Regions from separate parts of the Columba livia genome. Here region 2 is linked to region 1. The links are chromatin contacts, called in public Hi-C maps. All regions are on one chromosome and are shown on one strand. The core of a region is the stretch at or near the end of the contact, and the rest is flanking DNA. Distances in the headings are between cores, read along the strand shown.

Region 1 (7,270 bases), core at 2,967-5,466:
TAAAACAACTCATTTTAGCTCCTAGAAGTTAGATAACACAGATCATTGAGACTTTGACCCTTTGCATGGACGTAGTCAATTAAAGATAATCAATATTTCGCAATGTGCTCATGAGAAAACCAAAAACCAGCAGACTTAAACTGAAATACACTGTGTAAAATTTCTCCCCCAAAGCCGCAAAATCCTATCTAATAAACTATTAGTAGAAATTTCTCATGTAAAGCTATCAAGCCAAAACTCTCTTGGGTAACATTATTTTTAAGGATGACTGGATAATACACAACACAGATTTTTCAATAAGGGTAAAATACAGCTTATAAAACTATCCTTTTAATGGGTTAATTTTTTAAGATATCGAGATATATAAATTTTTATTAGGTACTTAATAGGGTTTTTCAAAGGTAATTAGACAATCAAAAATCAGACAGCTAGGTACCTAGGTGCCATGATAGTCCTGTAATGCATTTTAACACTTTAGAAAATCTGGTCCTTAATGTAGTAATATTTTTAACCACTATATTACTGAATTTGCTTAGTTATCTGTAGAAAAATAAAGACCATTTACGTACAAGCAGGCTTTTGTGTACTGTTAGCACACACTTCGTCACAGACCACAGCGTAGACTGCTGGTACTGCAAAAAATAAACATATGCTAACTTATTTCAAAATATCACTATCTTTTTTACACATAAAAATCTAAAGGACGAGGACTAGAAGGCTGCACCATTTTTGCTTCTAATTTTTTGATTTTAAGCACCACCTTAAAAGTAGAGGCTCATAAGACCTATCAACACCGAGGAGAGGTCCAACTCCAGGCTGAAGCAGGGGAAAGGTGCCATAGCCCCAGGCAAATCACGAGACAGCTGGGAGTGCGCGCTGGCTGGAGCGGGACAACGCAGGGCACCACAGCCCTGCCACCCGCCTCGGGAGGCCTGCGTTTGAACACTACCATGCGCTGCAGCAGGAGGTACCGCATTCACCTCTTACAGTCTTGAAAGCTGTACTGTACACAGCAATAGAAAAATCCTCCGTGCATCAGATCTGGTGCTGTGCTGACCAAAGAAGATATATGAGCCTAAGCACACAAAACTGCTGTTTTAAAACAGTTTTGTCATTTTTCACTCACAGCATTAGACTCCCAAGCATAAAAATATCAATTCATGCTACTTCAGACTATAACTTTAATATTTAAATGTTATGTATTCAAATCCGATTAAATTTGAAGTACGAAGAACGGATTTTGTTGCTTGTGGTTGTTCCTAATAAGGTCTCAGAATATTATGAACTACATCTAAAGTAACACATTAGGTATGTAATGAAATAAAGCAACAACAGCTGACAACACCTGGATTTTAGAGCAAGGTCAGAGGATATGCTTGTCAGGACATTCACTCTAACGACTGAAGGAGAATTTTTAGAAACAACATTACAGCATCAATTCCCTTGTTTCCACCCAAACAACCAGAAGGTTCTTCCCATCCCCTCCTTTCCCCCACACCTTGACTGTGTGAGAAAGGACAGCCACAAAGTCAGCAGCTCTCTCATACTGCATTGCAGTATGGACAGAAAACAAACTTGCATACAATACTTAGACATGCTGTTCTGACGCAAGGCAGGAATTTTACCAACAGGGCTATGCTGACATGCAGAAAGAACAGCCTGAGTACTGTTTTGAAACAGCATCACGTTAGTATATAGCAACAGAGAAAAATACATTCGAGATCCTATTTTCAGTATCAATTTAATGGTTTGCAAGGCTGAGTCAGACATGGTAATCAAACACAAGATTCCTACCTGACACACTATGTTCACCTATAATGCATCTGCTTTGTTTTAAATAACAGGAACTCAATGGTTTTCAGCATTTCTGAACTACTTGTGCATGACACAGACTGTTCTGTCTCAGCTATGTCACAACAGCTTCATAGACAAAGTTCTTGAAAAAGACAGGAAATGGCTGGGATATATTTGCAAGCAAAGTATAACAGCCTCGGTTTGATTTCTCTTTGCTGACGTGTTGTTTATTATTAACGTGTGGCCGACAAGATCTTAACAACAAGTAGTAATTTAGATCTTTGTAATCATACTAACATTCCACACTTAGAAATGACACGGACAAACAACACATCTAATGCTTCCCACAGCTCCCAGTACAACAACAAACAACTTTTTAAAAGGTTTTTCAAAGCCAGTATCCATTTTATTGAGGAACAACCTGCTTTACTAAGAGATTCTGTAGCAGTTTAGACTAGCAGTTTCTATTCAAGACAAACAGAAGTCCTCTGATTTTTTAGTACTTTCTATAGTTATTTTACAGAGAACAGTGCTACAATAGAAATACATATAAGAGTCTATAAGGAAAAAGATATTTTATGACAAAAAATAATTCCACTTGTCAACTATTTCACTGTACCATTAACTTTTAAAGTATTTTGAAGTGAAATCTCCATCTAACAGTGCATGCTTTAACAAATTAAAACACTAACACCCTGCAAGACAACCTATCGATTGAAAAGGGAAAAAAAAAAAGAAAATATGGGAAAATGAATCTGCACCTCCTGCCACAGCCTGGTTAGGAAGCAAATAACAAAGTTAATCTGGAGTTGTCTTATTAGTCATAGGAGATCAGGAATAGAACACAAGCTGTTAGTATTGTTAATGTGTTCCTTTGGTCCAGATCAGAGACAAAGAGCAGAACACACGCACCCGCACCAACCCGCCCGCCGCACCCCACTGGCCCGCCAGACCGACCGGACCTACCGACCGCTCTCCACCCGCCGCGGGCAGCGGCCCCACCGCAAGCCCCGCACAGCGCAGCACCGCGGGAGGCGGCCCGCCCCGTCCTCGGGCCCGCCCCGTCCCGGCCGCTTACATAATGCGGCAGCTGCGCGACCGCCCCGGGCGAGGGCTTTCAGCGGGGACGTTAATAAACGGATCCGGCGTGTCCCGGCCCGGCAGCTCGCCAAGCCATGCTCGCCAGGTGACAGCCCGGCCGCCGCAGCGCCGCGAGCGCCTGTTGCCCTCCCGGAACGATGCGCCTGCTCTGGACCGTGCGGCACCTCGGTCACCCCGGCGGCACGCAGCCCCTCTCCTCCCGCCACAGGGCACACAGCCATCCCCTCCAGGGGAGCTGCAGGCGCCATGCCACAGCCCGACCGTGCACCCGTGTCCCGTATCCCCTCAGGGCCGAGTGCCATCCCTCCTCTCAGCTCACAACACCCCCAGGGACGGCTTCCCCCGCGCCCTCCCGCCACCGCGGCGCGAGTCGAACCCCCCCAGGACCACGCACGAACCGTCCGCTGCCGCCGCACAGCCCCACCACGACACCCGCCCGGCAGCGCCGACCTGGCCAAGCGCCTCTCCCGGCTCCCAGCCCCTTTGTGCAGGGCTGCGGGCGGCGCTGCCCGGGCTCCCTGCCCCTCCTCTCGCCCCCGGGGTCCGTGGCCGCTGCCCAGGGCCCTCTGACAGCGGAGGGGAGGGGAGGGGGCGGCACGGCCACCAACCGGTTCCAGCTGCCTCCGGCCGAGCCGGAGAGGGGGCGGAGCGGCGCGGAGGAGATGGCCCCATGTGACCTCCCCTTGCCGACGCGTCACTGCCCGCGCCTTCGGCTCCGCCCTCCCCGCCGCACTCAGTAAGGAAAGAGCGGGAAGGGTGGGAAGACCGTGTCTTTCCCTCGAAAGCCCTAGGGTGGGGTCAGGGGGCGGGGCTAAGGAAAGGCGTGGCGGCGAGAGGAGCCGGGGCGCTGGGAGGGGGCGGCCGCGCGGGACAGGCGGAGCTCCGCCCCCCAGCTCCTCCCAGGGCCGGGCACCAGCAATGCCCCGCATCGCAACCGACCGAGTGCCGGACATCGTTCCCCCCACACCTCCCGCGGGGCGCGCGGCACTGCTCCCGCAGCGCCCTCCCGCCACCGGGGCGCGAACCGACCCCCCTCAGGCCCCAGGTCTCCTCAGGAGCGCGCACCGACCGTCCTCCACCGCGCCCCCGCGGGTCCCGGCCGGCCGCGTGGGCTAGCCTGGCGGAGAGCTGCACCGGGCTTCCCAACCTGCGCTGCCCAGCTCGCTGTTCCTCCTCCCGGAAGCCGGTGTCCGCAGTCGCTGCCCAGGGCCGCCTGGCAGCGCGGGGGATGGGGCGCCCGCCAACCGGTTCCAGCTGCCCCCGGCCGGGCCGGGGAGCGGCTGCCTCGCGTGACGTCACTCCCCGCAGCTTCGGCCCCGCCTTTCCTACTGCAGCCAATCAGAAGCGAGCAGGAAGGGCTGTTCCTCGAAAGCGCTGGGCGTCCGAAGGGGCCGGGTTGGGGGCCCGTTCCCCGGGGCCGGTGGGGTGGCTGTGCGGACAGGGCTAAGGGCTGGGAAAGGGCCTTGCTGAGGCAAGGGAGGATTCCACCGCCATCACCTACTCACCCCCTGAGGTCACTTTGCCTCAGGCTGGGTCCCCAGTGCCCAGCCTGGGAGGGTGCGGGCTGCTCAGGGGCAGGTAGCTCTTTCCTCGAGGTGCTGTTGGGTTGCAATGACAGGCCAGCTGTGAGCTCATGGCATCATGGGCACAATGACTTTTCTTGTGGTATGGAGGGACAGACAGCATACCTTTCTTGAGAAAGGCTTTGGTTGCTGTGGATTTGATATTTGTTGGTGGCTGTTTATTTCCATGAGTGTTTTTCAGAGCCCCTGCTTGTGCATGTGGCCCAGACCCACTGGCAGGATGCAGCCTCCCTTGCCTACTGAAATGTGGGGTGGCAGGAACTGGCCCACCACACAGCTGGGTCGAGGCTCCCAGGGAGCCCCTCTGCTTTTGGCAGGCTCTGCAGGCTTGCCTGTGTGCCTGGTCGTATAAGCAAATGGGCTGTCATTCATGGTACAGCTGAAAGCATGTTGCAGATTAAGTTTAATCAAACTAAATTTTTAATTGGATTCTATTCTCCTAGCTGTATTCTTTTGTTTGAATAACTATTTTAGCATAAGTGGCCAACTCACTGGAATTCCAGGCCACAAGTCATGGTTGCTTGGTGACTGATGGAGGGGCCCTGAAGACCAGCACCAGGAGAGAGAGGAAACTCTTGTCAGAAGAGGCTGCGAACCAGCTAGTAAAAAGGTTGCCTGGGGGATGGAGAAACAGCATCCAATAAGACACAAAGAAGCCCCAGACCCACACTTACCATCAGGCATGGACAGAGTGTGAAGGACATGTAAAGAGTGGGTGCATAGATTGTGAGGGTTTAAAAGCCCAAGCCTCTTTTGCCTCAGGGTCCCTCCCCTTGAGAGGCGCCCAGCCCAGACTGTTTCTTTGCTGTATCTTTCGATTTGTTTTTTATCTTTTGATTAAATTAGTTTGTTTTGTTTTTTTTTTTTAAGCACAGACATCTGGACACATTCCTGTGTAACCTCATCTAGGTGTTCCTGCTCTGTCAGGGGAGTGGACTGGATGATCTTTTGAGGTCACTTCCAATCCCTGACATTCTGTGATCTGAGACTATGCCAGGGGAAACCTAGGGTCAAGAGCATTTTTTTAACACAGGTTAAAACAGCCATTCCCCCCCCGTCTTGGGCAATGGATGGACATAGACCTGGGCAACCAACTCTAGGTGGCCCTGCCTGAGCAGGGCTCTTGGCCCAGATGACCTCCAGACGTCCATTGCCCCCTCAACCATCCTGTGATTGTGTGATCTCAGAGCTGTCTGGTGCAGGTTTCCCTTTGCAGAAGAAAACTCCCTGCTGGCTCATTAAGTCAGAGAAGTGGTGTTTTTTCTCATCTGTGCCATCAAACCTGGGGTCAAGAACATTTCTTTAACAATGCCACCAAGGCATATCAGTGTGGGAATGTCCATGCTGGGGTTTCGAAGACCCAGGCAAAGTGTGATACTTGTCTCAGTTTCAGGTTGGCTGAGACCAGACCCTTGGATGAAGACCTTGGGCGGCTTTGCTGCACTAAAAGATAGTTGTGTTTGGCACTACAACTTTGTGGCTTTCCCGAGACTTGATTTACTGAGAAAAAAGCTGTCCCACTGTAATTCACTCAAAAACGTATTAGCAAATAAAGGGAAAATGTTTTCCTCTGCTTTTTTTTGGGGGAGCTGGTGCTCCATTTTGCAGCAGAGCTTTGGAGTTGTGACAGTATGACGAGTCCAGTCATTCTAATAGTAAGCTTGCATAAATAGTGTGATAAGGAACTGGATTCTGCTTTATACAGCTTGTGTCAGCTGGTAAAGAAGCTGCAGTCCGTATGTGTGGAGAAGCCCCTTTATCCTGTCTTGCATTGGGATTTAGTGCTATTGCTAATATGCTGCTCTGTGCTTTCCTTCTATCCATTGTTTAAATAAACAGAGGACTATTTTCCATTCATTCATGCCCTGCAAATCCAGCCATGTTTATAAGTAATTTGTCACATGGACCTGGATGTTGTAGGGAAAATATCAGATGTTCTATACCAGAATAGTATGCAATACTTCTGAATTGCTGAGGTCTTTATATAAGTACTGGAGGATCAGAGTACCATGCTTAAATTAAAAAAGGGCGAGGGGAGGTGTGCAGTAAAGCTGAAAGCAGTTTGTTTTGAAATCAAAAACACATGAGGAATTCCTCTGGCTAAGGAAGAGGGAGGGTAGGTGAAAAATGCTTGTCAGAAAGTGAGAATCTTGTTAAACAAGAATGTGAAATGTCCTAGTTACAAACCCTTAGTAATTAAGTAAACATTAGGAGCTATCATTTCTACATGTGTGATCAGTGTACTGAAGAAAGGAAGAAGAAACTTTAGAAGAAATACTATTTAGAAAAGAAATTGCCTACTTGTGTTCTCTTGCCTTTTAAAATATTTATTAGTTTAAGCAATTTGTTGTAAAGCTGGGATAGAATTTAACACTTTCTAACATGGTTTGTTTTGTTAAATTTTTCAAAAATGGCTCTTTGTGGTGCCAGCATCATGTTATGAAACAGTATCATTAAATTTTTGTCAAGAACTGGAAGTGTAACACGTGGTCTCTTTCAGCCCTAGTGTTTATTCCAGAAAATGTCTGCAACCAGTCAAAACTATTATTGTGTTTCCCGCCCTAATTCATTGTAGCAAAAAGTTGCAATTTAAGCCCTAAATGGATTAATGAAATACTCATGTGTTCATTCTATTGGAGATTTACATCCCCCTACTACTTTGGTAAGATAAGAAAAGCTAATATAATCCGCTGAATTGAAATGCTAGAAAATTCTCTTTTTCTCCTTGTAAACTAATGTGGTTGATATCAGCTAAACTCTGACATTCTGTTCAAAGACAAAATGTTTTAATT
Region 2 (7,270 bases), core at 2,895-5,394, 43 kb after region 1:
CTGGCAGCTTCTTGAAAAGAAAATTTGGCTTTATTTCTAGAGTGTACTGACCCCTTGTTTTCAGGAGGTCTCAGTTGCTGTCAAAAGATTCAAGGGCATTGCTAGATGTGGTGTTTCTGATTCCTAGAAAAAAAACTTTCTCTTTGCCAGACTTGACAGACAGTGGTATATATGGTGACTGACTGTTGACAGCTGGCATATGTGTTTGGAAAGGTCACACTGTCCATCAGCCCGATCAGCTGATGCAAAGTATGTAACTGACCTGTTTGTTTCATTCCAGCAAGCTGGGATTGGCAAACCATGAAGGAAGAAGGAGATCCTGAAGCAGTGACAGACTGTTTACTCACAGAGGACTGATTCCAAGAGGACTGCTTCCGCGTCAGTGCTGTTCCTAGGTAAGGCACAGAGGTAACAGTGTCTCTTTCAAGTACCTCAAGGTCTAGGACTGAGCTGAGGTCTTGCTTATCCTCACAAACAAGTCTCTCCATCAGTTTTGGGAGTAGAACAACTGTAGCCTTGATTTATGCTGCCTTATATGGTCAAACTACACTCTGAAATTGTTGGAGGAGCTGATCTAAGGGAAAACTTTTTTTTTAAGGCGATTTTAAAGGTGATTTTTTTTTTAAAGGTGATCTGAACCTGATCATCACATGACTGCACATGGTGTTAGCTCTGTCATGGAAATATGAGGAAGGAGGCTGGCACAGGCAGCTGGCAGAGATGGCCAGGATCACAGCAGCCCATATCAATGACAGCCTTAAGCTCTTGTGGTACCACACCACCAGCTCCTCTTGCTATAATCTCCCATTTGCTCTTGGAGGGATAGGATTGGTTTGTTTTTTGTGATTTTTGTTTGCGGAGCGTGTGTATGTGTATTTGTTTGGGTTGGGTGTTTTTTGTGGTATTTTGTTTGGTTTTTGTTTTGTGTGGGGTTTTTTGTTTGTTTGTGTGTTTCTGTTTGATTTCTTTCTTTTTTGTTTTGTCGTAGTTTTTTTCCAGACTGAAACAGGCACTTTTGTTCTCTAAAATATTAGTGTACTTTAAAAGTAGAACAAATAAGAAAACAATATTTGAGGAAAGTTTCTCCTTCGCTGTGTTCTGTATGCATAGATCATCTGTGTTTTGGGACATGAAGATCAATGGAGGAAAAGCTTCCCTCTGAAGTGACTGTTGGGGGCAGAGGGTTGTGTGCTCTGTTTTGTTTTTAACCTTCCTCTCTGTTTTTCCTGGAAGCTTTCTGTGAATGCACTGACCTTGCTTGTCCCTCCAAGACAAGGCAGCTGCTCTCTTCCAGTATCACAGCCAACATCTCCACTCTGTTAATTAGTGAGTCAGCATTCTGCAAAGGTCAGAGGTGCATCTTTGCTACAAGTTGACTCCACACAGAAGCACCTAAGGAGAGGTGATTTTTTTTTTTAATCTGCATGAAGGTATTTACTTCATTTTTCAGTACTAATCCTTTCTAGGTATTTGTTTGGCCCCTGTGGCTCTAACATTCCTCACTGACAACAGCTCTGAGATAAGAGTATGTTGCCTTTTTCATTTTATGGAAGAGGAAATAAATGTGAGCCTGTAGGGTCCCAAGCTATTGCCTGACCACAGGATCTGGTTCCTCTGTCCTATCACTCTTTACCAAAATAGCGAAAGGATACAGCTGGTGGAGGGGGTAGCACAGGCAGCCACAACCTGCTTTTTTAATAATGTATAAGTAAATGAAACAGGTGAAGGAAGAAACTTGCACAAAATCTCCTGGAGTCTGGGAACTAAACTCACATGTCATGAGAAACACTCTTGTTCTGTCCCCATTTTTTCCATGAAAAGTAGCATCCGTTACTTGAGTGAGGGGAAAACACAATGTCTACTCACACTTACCCCGTTCAATGTCATCATCAGTGCATGCTCAGCAAGTATTTAAGTGAAGCTCCTGTGCAAAAGTCCTTCTGTCATAAGGCCTTGCAGTAAGAACTGGGTCAATTCCTTCTCTATTTGGTGTTGCTACAGGTGAAGTACAGCAGTACTCTGCTCAGACCTGGTCCTGTTAGTGGAGAGTCTCAGCTGCCTCACAAGGGGTTGTGCAGGGTGGACAAAGGCTGGTGGCTGAGGTGTCAGGTAGAAACTGAGGGTGTTTGGGGCTCTTCTGCATCTTTCCTTGAGGTCTACAGGGTCCCTCTTAGTGAAGCAGTGCTAATCATGCTTTGGCCTGAGGATACCTACTTGCTTCTCTCTGTTTGTCATTCTGTGAGCTCCTGCCCCACCAAGTTTTTTGCCTTTCATTCCTCTCCTGCCTGAGACACTTGCGTGGCTGTGATTGGAGCTGCTGGAGTGGAACATTTTGATTTCATCCTCTCCGAAAGAACTGCCCATCCACTGTAGCCCTTGGTATGGAGCTGGATGGCACCAACCCTGCCCTACTCTCTGTGGTGGTGGACTGGTTCAGGGAGCTCAAGAGAACGATGTTGGAATGTGGGATGTTTCAACTGCAGCTTTCCAAAGTGCTGTGCACAGGGTATACAGCTGCCCTAGGGTCTCCACACAAGGAAATCCTTGCTGTCCCTGTGGGGTTGGGACTACTGTGTTTTAAGATGCTCTTTCATTCTGCTAGTGAGTGTGATGAATTTTGTGAACAGAGGCAGGGGCTTAACTTGTGACTTCTAGAAGCATGAATGATCAGGGAGCTTGAAGAACCTACTTCCTTTTAAACTGCACACATAATGTGCCCTGAAGGGAATATACTCCATAGCTTTCTCATGTTGGGGGCCTGAATCTTTACTTCTAGAAAGCCTCTAGCAAAGCCAGATTTGTTGTGGACTCCTAGTGATCCTACTTAGGGCTGACAACTGTTTCCCTTACACCTTTCCTCTTGTTTTCTTAAATGAAGTACTAATATGCTTGATCAGCTTTTCTCAGCTCAGAAAGCAGTGCAAAAATGCCAAATTGTTTGTGTTGGTTTCTGCTTGGATTTTCACGCTCTAAAAACCCAGCTCAGTTGTATTTGTCTCTCTGCAGTGGGACCATGGAAGGAAAAGAGATATCATCAAATTCTCACTCAGATGAGAGCAGCATATTGGACCTGTCCTCTGTTTGTGACCTAGCAGAGTGCTTTCTGCCTCCACATGGCTCTGAAAACAGCGAGGAACTTTTTTGTTCTGTGGATACTTTTCCCTCTCCACCCACAGGTAACAGCTTCTGCCTTTCCACATATTCTTTCTTTAGCCAGTGCATTATCTACTTAGTGTATCATTTGACTGAGAAGAGCAGTCTGGTACTGATGCATCTGCCTTGTCTTAAAACACAGTTTACCTGAGCTACAGTTTGTTCCATCTTGACCAATGCAGTGTGAACTGTGGGTCGATGAGACAAAGGAGAGAAGTTCAGAGGATACTATCAGCTGCTAATGTTTTGACTACACTGTTTCTTCATATTAAGTGTCTTCTCAGAAGAAGAGAGTTACTTGAACTAACCCACAGAACATTCCCCTGGGCATCAATAGGAAATTACCATAGTCAGTAAGAATTGTTTTTAAACTGTCCATTATGTTCTTCCTGTGCTTGTCATGCATCTTCCAGGCATGAGCTCAGGATATGGCCTCTATAACCCGTTATTTTAAAATTATAGTAATGAATGTTTGCTTGTGCTAATGACATGAGTGTGGTGAGAAGTGCTTCAGTTCAGCTCCTGGGAGACAGCAGTTCCCTCACTTGAAGGAGGAATCATTCCTGCAGAAGTAGCATTTTACGTCAGCCACTACTCCAGATTCTTAGGAGTGATGTTGTACTTGAGAAGATCAAGGGACAGCTGACACACAGCCCAGTCAGTGTGAATATATGGCAAGAAGTGTGAAATCAAAACATGCTGGCCCAGTGGCATTTCTTGCCATGTGTTCATACTGGCTAGGATGAAGGTTGTAGTAATGATCTTTAATGTTGTGGGGGGAAAATAAAATCTGATCAGCAAATAATTTGTGGAAATGGTTTGTCCAGGCACCTGAGCAGGTGAAAAGTCACTGATGACATTTCTGGTTGCTTTGGAGTCTGAAGTAGTGTGAAAGTAGAGTTTGGCTCCTCTTCTTCCTCTGACACTGGGTGGTTTGCTAGTTCCAAGAAGTCAGCTTGTAATTCGACAGATGAGTTTTTTTCAGTGGGAATTCCACTATTTTCCATGCTAAACAGGTAAGTAGTGGGATCTACCAACTAATCTAGCTCTGATGTTGACTGCTTGCCTGTACAGTTGTCTTCACCTGTAATTGTGGGACATCCAGAACTGTAATGAAATCTGCAAACAGTAGATACTGATCCTTGCTTTGATTTTTCATATGCAGACCAAGAAGTCATGAGTCTTATGTTACTAATGATGCAAATCTACTGTAACCTCTACTTCAAACCATGAGCCCTATCACATTCAATGCTTCATCTTGCCTTAGAGGAATAGTGTATCTGATTTGAGGTTTTGCTTTATGTTTCGTGCACAAGAGGAGTGGCCACCATGATAAGAAATGTCTTGAACAAGCCTTTTCCACTGTTGTGACAGAGGAGGATAGGGAAATTCCTTTAACAGACTGGAAGGCTTTTGTCTACTCAGATTTCACAAGCCCTGTGTTGCATGTATGAAGAAATTCTGGAAGCTGTGAGGCATTTCCTGCATTATGTGTAAGGTGGTTTAGTTGCTCAGAAACCATTTAGTGTGGCTCAGGACAACTGGACATGATTGCTCTGGTGAATGGGATGCACAGAAGAACTGGCTGACCACTCAGCAGTCCTAAGAATGATCTGAGGCATTTGTGGAAAAATGAAGATGGGCAGCTCTAAACCCAAATGGCATCATTTGGCAAGTCATTTATGGTACACGTGTGGAATATGTAGCTGGAGCTCAGTACCAAGGTATTCTGAGAGGCCAGATCCTGCCTCCTTGCTGTCTCCAACACCTGCTGGTGTCAGTGGGGAATCCACATGTGCTGAGGAGGACAGGTGGGGCCTGTGAACCCTCTCCTTCATCACTTGTTTAGAGACCTCTCGCAACTGAGACCACTTGGCAATAATTATGGGATGCATGCTGTAAAGTGGTTCCTTACTCTGTGCTCCTGGGACTCAGTTCATGCTCTGAAATCTCGGTTCCTTTCTCCTTATAACACTGTCCAACCAATATACAAACTTGCTTAAACCCTCTTTTTTTGTGCAACTTCAGCTTTCTAAGCCACTGAGTTTGGTCACTGTGGCAGAAGAGGCAGGAGGACAGTTTTAAAAACAGTCTGCCTTTGTCACTTATGCTTGCACAAGCAAGTTCAATCAAACCTATCCTGGGAAAGGAAGGTCCTTTGCTTGTTTCTTTTCTTGTGAGATGTAAAATGCTGCTATGACACAAGATAAATTAGGAGAGTGGAGGTGGCTATGGCTTGCACCCCACAGTATGACCAGAAGATTGCATCCTGGCCCTTGGGCAGGATGGATGATGGGTCTTCTTATCAAACCTGAAAAATTTTTATTAGGGGTGGGTATCTTCCTTAATGATTCAAAAGCATTTCCAAAAGGTCATCAGGTCTCTGGGAATGTGACAGTTTCCTTATCAAAGAAGCAGACTGGCAGCATAGGCTGTGTCTGGCATCTGTCAAATGAACTGGACTGATACTGACTGAAATACCATGCCATCCCAGGTATTCAGGAATCGGAAATGGATATGGAGGTATTCCTAGTCACCTGTAACAGGTTGTGTTAGTCTGGAGAGCCTCCAGCACTTGTAATAGCAGAAGATAGTACCCATTAGCCATGAAATCAGGGCCTTATGAAAGCAGGAATCCTCAGGCAAGAAAACAGTCCTGTAGGAATACTACTAAACATCTAAGTTGTGTATAATTGAGTAGGTTTATGGCTTGTGTGGGAGTGAGGGTTCTGTTCTTGCAACAAATATGTGTATTTTTAGCTTATTGTCATAGAGAGTTCAAGTGTTTAGGCACTGATAGAGTGGGAAAATTAAATTCGATCAGTGAACTTTTCAGCATGCTGCTTTTTTTCTTTTTTTTTTTTTAATATCCCCATACTGGAAAAGAATAATACCAAAAATTCTCTGTTTATAGTGTTTCTAGTCTGTATCACTGAATAACACAATGCTGCAGCAGTACCTTGCTAGTTCCTCCAGATTAAGAAAAGTTGCCAGCAAAAGTTCCTACTTGGCAGCACTTGGTTGTATGTGGGGAAACCTTAAATTATTTGGATTAATATTTGAAAGACAGCTAATAAAGATTGTTTACAATAAAATAGGCCACTGGCTGTGTTCCATTTTGTTGTAGGGGACTGAACCAGAGCATACCAGGGATAGTGGAAACAGTGTTTGCCTGGAAAAATTGCAGGCTGAAAAAAACCTTAGAGAATAGACTACGGATATAGTGCATGCAGGGCCCTGAGCTCTGCCCATGCTTTGTGGTCTGACAGAGCTAAGTTTGCCAGCGTAGCCCTGAGGTGATGCTACCAAACCCAGAGGCAGCGTTTGAGAGCTCAGCTGTAGCACCACGCTCGGGAGACAGGCTGGCTGAAGCAAGGGCAGAGCTCAGCCCCACCTGCCTGCCCAGTGGTTCTCTGGGGCCAGCACCATCTTGGAGGGATGGGATTCTTTGTTTGTCTCTAGCTTCTCCCTTAATGGCTATATCTTTTTAATGAAAAGCAGTTAAAAAGGAGTGTCCTTAGGAGAATTGGATGGATGGATGGACAGGGTCACTTAGTGGAAGGTACATAGAAAATGTAGCATCACAGGAATAGAGATAATAGAGGAAGGATGACAGTTAGGAGGGGAAGGATGATGCTGGATTGATGGGATAGTGAAGGAAGACAGTTCACTATGTGATCAGAGAGGCCTGTGTATATCTAAAAGCTGGCTAGCTCTTAAAAAAAAATAATAAAAGCCAGTTTGGGAGGATGGAGGTGTTCAACCTTCAGTTGCCTCTCCAAAAGCACTTCCGTTCCTGCAGTTTGCTTCGGGTTTGAGCCTGGGCTTACCTTTAGTTGTCTTCCATGGACTGCCCTGACCTCTCTAATGCAGCGAGAATCCTAGGCTCCCCCTGACCATGCTTATTCCTTCTGCATCCTTAGCACTGGTACTCAGGTGGCCACACGAGAAGTCAGCTTGGGGGACTGATCTAGAAGGCTAGGCAGCCATGTGAATATTTATGCAGATGAGATGGGGACAGTTGCTCTTTCGGTCAGCAACATAAGTATATGCCAAGGTACAGCGGTCTGCAGTGTCTTCTGTCTTTCATATGGGGTTACAGTCTTTCCAGAATGGT

What was found. Hi-C and Micro-C count contacts between places; a contact is called where the count stands out from the background.
Region 2: a contact with region 1 is called in a Hi-C map of liver, with 2.8 times the contacts expected there. The contact joins the enhancer-like site here to the promoter of GPCPD1 in region 1. A contact is called at or near these places in 2 of 2 Hi-C or Micro-C datasets (crop and liver).

The regions. Positions count from the first base shown.
Region 1 is chr3:110,947,487-110,954,756 of bColLiv1.pat.W.v2, forward strand. It overlaps GPCPD1 (glycerophosphocholine phosphodiesterase 1), which reads right to left and starts at 4,217. Exons shown (of 20, transcript XM_065059128.1): 1 at 4,013-4,217.
Region 2 is chr3:110,990,842-110,998,111 of bColLiv1.pat.W.v2, forward strand. SHLD1 (shieldin complex subunit 1) reads left to right here. Exons shown (of 5, transcript XM_065059166.1): 3 at 281-395; 4 at 2,987-3,176. The coding sequence starts at 3,014. Among named protein-coding and RNA genes, the nearest start is that of SHLD1, 4.6 kb to the left of the region's middle. Within about 2 kb of position 4,145, at least 1 of the 3 cell types and tissues checked has an H3K27ac peak away from gene starts, as active enhancers do.